2 separate regions of the Sus scrofa genome follow, and region 2 is linked to region 1. The links are chromatin contacts, called in public Hi-C maps. All regions are on one chromosome and are shown on one strand. The core of a region is the stretch at or near the end of the contact, and the rest is flanking DNA. Distances in the headings are between cores, read along the strand shown.

Region 1 (5,130 bases), core at 1,822-4,321:
CGATTGGACCCCTAGCCTGGGAATCTTCATATGCCGCAGGAGCGGCCCAAGAAATAGCAAAAAGACAAAAAAAAAAAAAAAAAAAAAAAAAAGAATTTATTTTGATAGAAACAAAGCCAAAAATCCTTTAAATTAACTGAGTTAACTGGTAAATTATCAAAACTAGATTAAATTAATTTGGACATAGCCAAATTAGAGTATACTGCAACACAAAAAACTGCCAGCATTCAAGCAGTTCAAATCTTTCATTTTAGAGAGGAGGAAACAAACTTGAAGAAATAAAGGAAAATTTTGACACTACACACAAGAGGCAGTTTTCTTTGGGGTCATTTAACTGTTTCAACTACTATCACATAAGCAGAATCATTTAAACTTAGCACTCTCCTAAAAGCTAGCTCGTATAAAGCTTACAGAGTTGGAGTTACAAGTCATATATAAATAAAAATTCTGACTCAGAAGCAAAACTGAGGTGTATGGTATCGATAGGCATTAACCTAGGCGAGACTATGAAGACAGAGCAAGTCACTGGAGAATGTAGGAGTGTCATATGTATTTTTTGAGAAAATTACACATGGCAATAATATATTAATAGACTGTATGTTAGAAAAAGTTTATATTATTTTTCAATAACTTTATTCAGAAAATTTCAGCACTAACAAAAAAATCACAACTGGATTTCAAAAATACTACTTTAGTCGACTAAGCATTTGATGTATAATAAAGTTTTGGGCCCACAATATACAATGTAATCACTAGAACAATCACTACACAAAGCAATAATAAAAATTACATTAGGTAAATTAAACTCAAATTATTTTAAAATGTACAGATAACCCAAAAGAAGGGAGAAAAAGAAATACTGAGGAATGAAAAATAGAGGGAACAAAAAAAACAGTAATAAAATGATAGACCTAATCCCAAACACAGCAATAATTCTATAAAATGCAAATTGTTTAAACATACCAATTAAAAAAGAGATTGTCAGGAGTTCCTGTCATGGCTCGGTGGTTAACAAATCCAACTAGGAACCATGAGGTTGCGGGTTCGATCCCTGGCCTTGCTCAGTGAGTTAAGGATCTGGTGTTGCCATGAGCTGTGGTGTAAGCCGCAGATGCGGCTCGGATCCTATGTTGCTGTGGCTCTGACGTAGGCCAGCAGCTACAGCTCCGATTTGACTCCTAGTCTGGGAACCTCCATATGCCACACGTGTGGCCCAAGAAATGGCAAAAAGACAAAAAAAAAAAAAAAAAAAAAAAAAAAAAAAAAATTGTCAGAGGAGAGAAAGAAAAGAAAAAAAAAGACCAAACTCTAAACAAGTAATAAGAAATTCACTTCAAATATAATATGAGTAGATTAAAAGTGAAAGAATGGAGAAAGCTATGTCATACAAGCATAACCAAAGGAAAGCTGGAATAATTAATCTCAGACAAAACAGATCTCAAAGCAAAGAGGGACATTACATTCTATATATTGATAAAAGGACCAGTTCACTAAATGTGTATGCAACTAGCAACAGAGCTTCAAAGTACAGGAAGCAAAACCAATGAGACTGACAGCAGGAATAAACAAACTGATGGTTACAACTGGAGTCTTCACCCACTCAGAAAGCAGAAAATCAACAAGGATATAAAAGAACTGAAAAAAATGTCATCAATTCAAAGTGACTGACTCTAGGAGTTCCCATAGTGGCGCAATGGTTAATGAATCCGACTAGGAACCATGAGGTTGCGGGTTCCATCCCGGCCTTGCTCAGTGGGTTAAGGATCCAGTGTTGCCGTGAGCTGTGGTGTAGGTCGCAGACACAGCTCAGATCTGGTGTTGCTGTGGCTGTGGCTAAAGCCCTCAGCTACAGCTCCAATTCGACCCTTAGCCTGGAAACCTCCATATGCTGTGGGAAGCAGCCCTAGAAAAGGCAGAAAGACAAACAAACAAACAAAAAAAGAAAGTGATTGGCTCTAATTGACATTAATAGAAAAATCTGCAAAACAAGCAGCAAAATAATACTCATTCCTTTCAAGGGCACACAGAATGATACTCATTCTTTTCAAGGGCATACCAAGATAAGTCACATCATGGGTCATAAACAAACATTAATAAATTTAAAATAATTAAAATCACACAAAGTTTGTTCTTACACAATAAAGAAATTAAATCAGAATCTATTATAGAAAGATAATAAGAATATATCCAAATTTAAAAAAAAACAGAAAAATCAATGAGGCTGAAAACTAGTTCTTTAAAAAAAAAACTTATCTCTCAGCTAGACCTATTAGAAATAAAATATAAGAGCTACATAATCAAAATACACAATGAAAGAATATCACTACAGATCCTACAAATATATAAAGGATAATAATGGAATATTACAAACTTTATACCAATACATTCAACAAATTAAATGAAATATACTAACTCCTTGAAAGGCACACAACAGCAAAGCTAACTGAAGAAATCATGCCAATAGCTCAATATTTATGAAAGAAACTGATTTCATATTGAAAAGCAAAGAAAACTCCAGATGGCATCAATGGTGAATTCTACAAAGCACATAAGAAATAATAACAAACCTACAACAAACTCTGCTAAAAAGGAAAGAGAACATATTTAATGAGGCCATCAATACCCTGATACCAAAACCAGAATAGTCTTTTGCAAGAAAACCATAGACAAATATATCTCATAATCACATAAGAAAAAAAAAATCAATGAAGTATTAGCAAATGAAATCTACTACATAAAAAAGGATAATACATCATGACCAAGTGGGATTTAATACCTGGAATTCAAGGACAGCTAAATGTTTGAAAATCTACGTAATTCATTATATTAACAGACTAGGAGAAATAACCATCTCAACAGTTACAGTAAAACCATCTGATAAAATTTAACATCCATTATTGACAAAACTCTCAGCGAACTAGTAATAGAACAGAACTTGAATGCTTTCTTTCCCTCCTAAGATTAAGAATGAGGCAAGGAAGTTCACTCTCATCACTTTTCTCCCCAGCTTTATTGAGGGGGAAATTGTATATATTTAGGATATACAATGTGACTGTAAGTATATACATTGCGAAAGCATTAGCACAACCACGCTAACATAGTCATCTCCTCACAGAGCATTTTCTGTGTGTGCTAAGGACACTTAAAATCCACTCAGCAAATTTCAAGTATAGAATAGAGTACTAACCATAGTAACCATACCATAGTTAAGAGTCTCAGAACATATTCATCTTATAACTGAAAGTCTGTATCCTTTGACCAGCCTTTTTCCAATTCCCCCACTTGCCAGGCTCTGGCAGCCACCACTCTACTTCTTGCTTCTATGAATTCAACCTTTTTAGATTTCACACATAAGTTAGATCATACAGTGTTTATCTTTCTGCCTGGCTTATTTTACTTATTTAGCACATCCTCCAAGTTCAACCCTATTGTGGCAAATGGCAGGATTTTTTTTAATGGTTAAATGACATTGTAATTATATATAGTTGACCCTTGAACAATAGGTTTGAACTGCGATGGAACACTTATATACCGATTTTTTTCAGTAAATACTACATTATTATATGACTCCTTGTTGGATGAAGCGGAGGATGTGGAACCACAGACACAGAGGGCCAACTGTGAGGTTATAGATTTTCGACTGCACAGAGGATTCGTGTCCCCACCCCTCATGCCATTCAAGGATCAACATTTTCTTTATCCATTCATCCATCAACAGGTTGATTCCATACCTTAGCCACTGTGAGTACAGGTGCAATGAACATGGGAATCCAGATAATACTAATTTCATTTTATTTGGATATATACCTGAAAGTGGGATTGCTGGATCAGATGGCAGTACTACTTTTAATTTTTTAAGGAACCTCCATACTGTTTTCCATAGTGGCTGTACCAATTTACATTCTTACCAACATCATGAAAGGGACTCTTTGCTACACCCTCACCAACTATTACTATCTCCTGTCTTTTTGGTAATAGTTACCCTCAGAGGCATGAGGCACCTCATTGTGTTTTTGAATTGCATTTTCATTATTACTGTGGTCAATACACCTTTTCATACTCTTGGCTCTATGTCTTCTTTGGAAAAAAATGTTCAGGTCCTTTGCCCATTGTTGAAGCTTTTTTTTTTTGCTACTGAGTGGTACTTTTTATTTATTTTGTCTTTTTTCCTTTTTAGGGCGGTACCCACGGCATATGGAGGTTCCCAGGTTAAGGCTCTAATCGGAACTGTAGCCACTGGCCTATGCCACAGCAACGCCAGATCCGAGCCGCATCTGCGATCTACATCACAGCTCACGGCAACGCCAGATCCTTAACCCACCGAGCAATGCCAGGGATTGAACCCGCAACCTTGTGGTTCCTAGTCGGGTTCATTTCTGCTGTGCCACAATGGGAACTCCGACTTTTTATTTTTTGGCTATTAACCTCTTGTATGTTTTGCAAATTTTTTTCTCATTCCGTAGGTTGCCTTTTCATTGTTTCCTTTGCTGTGCAGATTTTTTCATTTGATGCAGTTATTTTTACCACAGTTGCCCATGCTTCTGGTGTCACATCCATGAAACCACTGCTAAGAACAATGTCAAGGAGCTTCTTCCCTATTTTTTCCTTTTTTTGGGGGGTAGGAATTTTACAGTTTCAGGCCTTGCATTTAAGCTTTTAATCTATTTCAAGCTGATTTCTGCATGTGACAGGAGTCTAATCTTATTCTTTTGTATGTAGATATCCACTTTTCCCAACACCATTTACTAAAAATAAAACTATCCTTTCCCGGTTTAGGGTTCTTGGCACCCTTGTCAAAGATTAATTCACTGTATATGCACGGGGGTTTATTTGTGGGACCTTTATTCTGTTCCATTGGTCTTTGTGTGTCTTTTTACATTAGTACTATACTGTTTTGATTAGTAAAGCTTTATAGTATATGTAATTTGCAATCTGGAAGTGTGATGCCTCTAGTTTTCTTTCCCAAGATTGTGCTGGCTATTCAAAGTCTTCTGTGGTTCCATACAAATTTTAGGATTGTTTTTTCTACTTCTAATTTTGATAGAGATGGTACTGGATCTGTAGATTATTTTGGGTAGTATGGACATTTAATATTAACTCTTCCCCATCAATGAACACAAGATATCTTTG
Region 2 (5,130 bases), core at 1,227-3,726, 79 kb after region 1:
ATGAACAATTCAGGCTCACTGTTAGAATTCAACTAGTTTCTTAAACATCAAAAGTCACCTGAAATCCTAATGCCCAGGAGAGCCACTCCTGATTTTTTCAACATCATTTATCGAGAGCCCCTGTTTACCTCTCTTGTTTATGACATAGCATCACAAAAGGAGAGGACATTCCAGCATTCAGGCCAACTTAAAGAATTAATACTAGAACATCACTAATTATCAGGGAAATGAAAATCAAAACCACAATGAGATATCATGTCATACCTGTCAGAACAGCCATCATCAAAAAGAACACAAATGACAAGTTTTGGCGAGGATGTGGAGAAAAGGGAGCCCTCCTACGCTATTGGTAGGAATGTAAATTGCTACAGCCACTGTGGAAAACGGTATGGAAGTTTCTCAAGAAACTAAAAATAGAAGTACCATATGACCCAGCAATTTCACTCCTGTGTATACATCCAAACAAACAAACAAAAAACCTCCACACTAACTTGAAAAGATACATGCACCCCAATGTTCATAGCAGCATTATTTACAATTGCAAAGACATGGAAACAACCTAAGTTCCATCAACAGATGAATGGATAAAGATGTATGTACACACACACACACACACACACACACACACACACACACACACAGTGGAATACTATTCAGCCATAAAAAGAAGAAATTTTGCCATTTGCACCAATATGGATGGACTTGGAGGGCCATCCTTAGATGGCTTAGTAAAATAAGTCAGACAGAGAAGGATAAATATGATATCACTTATATGTGGCATCTAAAAAAATACAAAAAACTAGAGAATATAACACAAAAGAAGCAGTCTCACAGATATAGAGAACAAACTAATGGGGGAGGGGGAGCGGTCGTGTAGGGGTGGGGAGCAGGATGCACAAACTATTAGTTGTAAGACAGGTTCAAGTACATACAACACATTGTACATACAACTCACTGTACATACAACACAGGGAACACAGCCAATAGTTTATAATAACTGTAAATGGAAGGTAATCTTTAAAAAAATATATGGAGTTTCCTGTTGTGGTGCAGTGGTTAACGAATCCGACTAGGAACCATGAGGTTGCGGGTTCGGTCCCTGGCCTTGCTCAGTGGGTTAACGATCCGGCGTTGCCATGAGCTGTGGTGTAGGTTGCAGACGCGGCTTGGATCCCGCGTTGCTGTGGCTCTGGCGTAGGCCAGTGGCTACAGCTCTGATTCGACCCCTAGCCTGGGAACCTCCATATGCCACGGGAGCGGCCCAAAGAAATAGCAAAAAGACAAAAAAATAAATAAATAAATAAAAATAAAAAATATGTAAAAATAACAAATTTTAAAAAAGGATTAATACTGGATCTGGATATAATTTATAGAATTTGAAATATCTGCTTTGGAGTTCCTGTCATGGCTCAGGGGTTAATGAACCTGACTAATACCAAGAGGATGCGGGTTCAATCCCTGACCTCACTCTTTGGGTTAAGGATCTAGCATTGCCGTGAGCTGTGATGTAAGTCCACAGACTCGGCTTGGATCTGGCGTTGCTGTGGCTGTGGCTGGCAGCTGCAGCTCCAATTCGACCCCTAGCCTGGGACCTCCCATATGCCTCGGGTACGGGCCTAAAAAAAAATAAAAAATAAAAGTGTGTGTATCTATATATAAACACAAAGGATGTTCAAGTTAGAACGTAATTCCCTCATTTCATTGAGCAGTGTGACTAAGTAAACAGTAAAAAGAAGCATCATGTGAGAAGTTAGGAATTCCCAGAAACAGCCAGTTCTCTGCAGTCTGGGGGAGTATAACGCTAAGAATTGCCAGTTTTTGAAACCGAGGCACAAGTCAGCGTCTCATAGCGTCATATTCAGTGTGCTAGGTTCATCTTGCTAAATGTTTTCAAATTAAGACCACCAATATTGCCTCTAGCAAATAACTTTAATTTTGTCACAGAAGTTTTCCGGAAAAGCAGAACCGGTTCCTAGAAAGGCTCTAATGAACTTGATGGAAGGTGAATGAATACCTGCACCACTCTATTTTGGAGTCATTTACCAAATGCCACTACTGTCAAGAAACAGGCCATCACATCCTTCCTCTGCATTCACGAATATCACCCTTCAGTATCTTAAGACTTGCTATTTGTCATGAAACTCATATGTAAATTCCTCTATGGTTATATTAAGTATACATTTGATTTTTGAATTAAAAAAATGATCAAGGGCATATATAGATCATCTTTGTCAGCACATAGGATTAAAGTTACTCAGCTTTTATGAAGAGGCCCTGCAACAAACATGGCATGGATTTCTGCATATATATCCAGCCATTACTAATTTCTGTGTCAAAGTGTTTAAAACTGTTATAAATGATTAGATGATTCAGTGTAGAGTTCAGTTAAAATTGCAGAACTAGAGGGGAGAGATGGGAAGTGCCACACAAGGGTTAAGTCCCTCACCGCAAACACAGCCGTGTAGCAGACATCAGAGTGACCCAGGCGGCTGGAGCACTTGGCTGGTCCACCACCCAGAGCTGGGAAGCTGTTTTCCTTGAGGACTCTACTCGGGAGAGAAGAAGACGTCACCTCTGTGTGTGTCTCTGAGACGACTTCAAGGGATGTTTAGTGGGGAAAGAATTTCCAGAGTATGTTTTTTTTCATCTCATCTGAAAGACACAGTGGTTTTCAACTAGCTTGGTGCTGTTACGACAGTCATTTCACCTGACCTCTTTTTTAAACAGGCCTAAGACAAGCCACTCTGCCATCTAAGCAGAACTAATGCTGTTACAAGAGCATGCAAATTGTAATTAAAAAAAAAAAATCCATAAGCCAGCAGTTTCTTTTGACCACAGTGGCTTTTTCCCTCCTGCTAGTTCTGCTGAAACAGCAGCGCTGCTGTGCACTATAAGACTCCAGCTCTGTGCTCCAATTTGTTGTTCCTCTGATGAGAACTGCATGTGAGGATGCTTGGTTTTGTGTGTGAAGGGCCACACATGCAGCAGGATTTCAAGTCTCTGAGGACAGGGGCCCCTCCCTCCTTTACATCACTTTTCGTTTATAGGATCCCACCCCAGGGCTGTCATGGGGGCTGTGTTATCGCCTGTTGAGTGGATGTGTGGTTGAACAAATGAGGGACTGAACAGAGAGCTCCAGTCTCCTGTGTTCTAAACCGAACAGTGCAAACTGGTCGGGATCCGTTTCAATCAAAGAGCAGGATCTGTGAGATGCAGAAATAAAAAGATGAGGATACGATTCCAACAGGAGCAGGCAGAGGCTGGAGTTCACCAGTTCCTTAGTGAAGGTAGATCAGATCTGTGTAGACATATGTTGTAGGATATATATGTGTGTGTGTGTACAGATAGTGGCTGCTATGTATGTAATTATACACAGTCATGTAATTATTTATTTCAATGTATTGTGTATAACGTTCACGGAGGATGTATGTATAAGTGTGCATGTATTATGTGTGTATACATGTGTATTTGTGTATATGAACATATGTGTATACATATGAATATAGAAGTATATATACATTTCAAAGAATTTGCATCAGACTTCCTCTCAACAACCACCTTTGTTTAGAAAAATACCTTGATTATCCACTTGGGAGTGGAAAGGCAGTCAAGTCATAGCTAAACCAATCCGAATCTAAACATCCGGCAGAGTTTGGGAGTCAAGAGAGAAGAAGGGAAAGAGGAGGTTCAAGAGGGAGGTGGGCTTTCACAGGCTTTGCTTGGGAAAGTCGTCATGGGGGAGGGAGAAGAAAGAGGCTGAATTCCAAAGCAGAGACAAGATGCCGACAAGAGAGATGCGAGTTCAACAACGGCAGGATTTTGCAACTGGATGTGAGAGCAAGTCTATAAAATCTCAAGAATTAATAAGTCAATCTGGGGAGACCATCACACCTCTCACAGAGCTTGGGAAGAAGGCTCAAGAAAATTTTAATTAAAATTTAAAAGTTGCTGGTACTTCAGTTTATGTCTCTGGGCGCCTTTAATCCTTCGCAGGGTGCGGATTGAGAAACCCTCTCTGCACCCCATCAAGCCAGTTCCTGTGGGATCTTCCTAAAACCCAGGGTGACAAAAGAGAACAAAAGCAAGGGGCTAAACAGAGACATGAAGCCCACAGCCTCTCCCAGGGTTAACAATAGGTTTTGAGCTAGCAAGACGTAATTAGTGGTTCCCATGCTGAGTCTGGGCAGCCGCAGCCCTGCCCACAGACTGTCCGTGATGCGGACCTCAGCCCCACAGGGCTCCCCTTGGCAGGGAGGCGGCAAGGGCCGGCCTCCTGGGACAACTGTGGGCATATGGGTGGGTTAGTCTAAATGGCTCCAGCCGACAGTGGTGTCCTTTCCCCAGGGCTCTGTTAGCTCCTCCACTAACACAGCAAAGTAACTGTCCCTTGTAGACAGAGATGGTCACCAGCCCTGTTTTACAGATTAGAGGACTGTGGCATCAGCTTGCTCAGCACCAGCAGAGCAGGATTTCGGGTGAGGAATTATGATTTCCCCGGTTGGGCTTGGTTCACTGGACACCATTGTCCTTCTCTACAAAGGGTGTATTGTGAAATGTTTACAAAAGCACTTTTAGGAAGAGTTCAGTGTCTATTTCTATCTTGGTGAGAATGTGGGTGAATCTATACGGGGTGGCAGGGTCCCTGGGCAGAAGGGGATTAACACTTGCTCTGTTTCCAGGACCAGGCTCCTCACCTACATCACCTGCACCCCTTTGAGAGACACAGCAGCAGCGATGAAATTTCTGGGGTGAGGCAGTGTTCGTAATTTAATAGGACAGGTAGACAGGGTATGCATTTGTCAAAAGGCATTACTTCAGTTTGGGCTTTTCATTCTTTTTTATTTTTACTGGAAAAGAAACAGAACCATAAACAGATTGAATTCTGGTCAGTGATATAGACACTAGAGTGCTTAGCTGTAAAATCTTCTTATGTCCAAAACTTTTGTTTCTTGATTTTTCTTATCATTTTTTGGGGGGCCACATCTGGGGCACGTGGAAGTTCCCAGCCCAGCCATGGAACCCACCTAAACCACAGCAGTGACAAAGCCAAAACCCTAACCGCTAGGCCACCAGGGAATTCCTGTGTGCTTCTTGATGATATTCATTCTGACAGGTGTGAGGTGACATCTC

What was found. A called contact is a pair of places that touch in the nucleus more often than the background predicts.
Region 2: a Hi-C map of alveolar macrophages shows a contact between it and region 1, with 2.2 times the contacts expected there. The contact joins two enhancer-like sites. A contact is called at or near these places in 2 of 5 promoter capture datasets (fetal liver and liver), 20 of 47 Hi-C or Micro-C datasets (alveolar macrophages, blood, embryonic fibroblasts and 10 more) and 2 of 2 datasets of contacts at active chromatin or transcription factors (alveolar macrophages and skeletal muscle).

What each region holds. Positions count from the first base shown.
Region 1 is chr6:98,792,065-98,797,194 of Sscrofa11.1, forward strand. All of the region lies in intron 1 of ANKRD12 (ankyrin repeat domain-containing protein 12), which reads right to left. Among named protein-coding and RNA genes, the nearest start is that of ANKRD12, 20 kb to the right of the region's middle. Within about 2 kb of position 3,072, at least 1 of the 83 cell types and tissues checked has an H3K27ac peak or open chromatin away from gene starts, as enhancers often do. A contact at or near this core is called in alveolar macrophages, where this site is marked.
Region 2 is chr6:98,871,500-98,876,629 of Sscrofa11.1, forward strand. All of the region lies in intron 1 of LOC110261167 (a long non-coding RNA gene), which reads left to right. Among named protein-coding and RNA genes, the nearest start is that of NDUFV2, 22 kb to the left of the region's middle. Within about 2 kb of position 2,477, at least 11 of the 83 cell types and tissues checked have an H3K27ac peak or open chromatin away from gene starts, as enhancers often do. A contact at or near this core is called in alveolar macrophages, where this site is marked.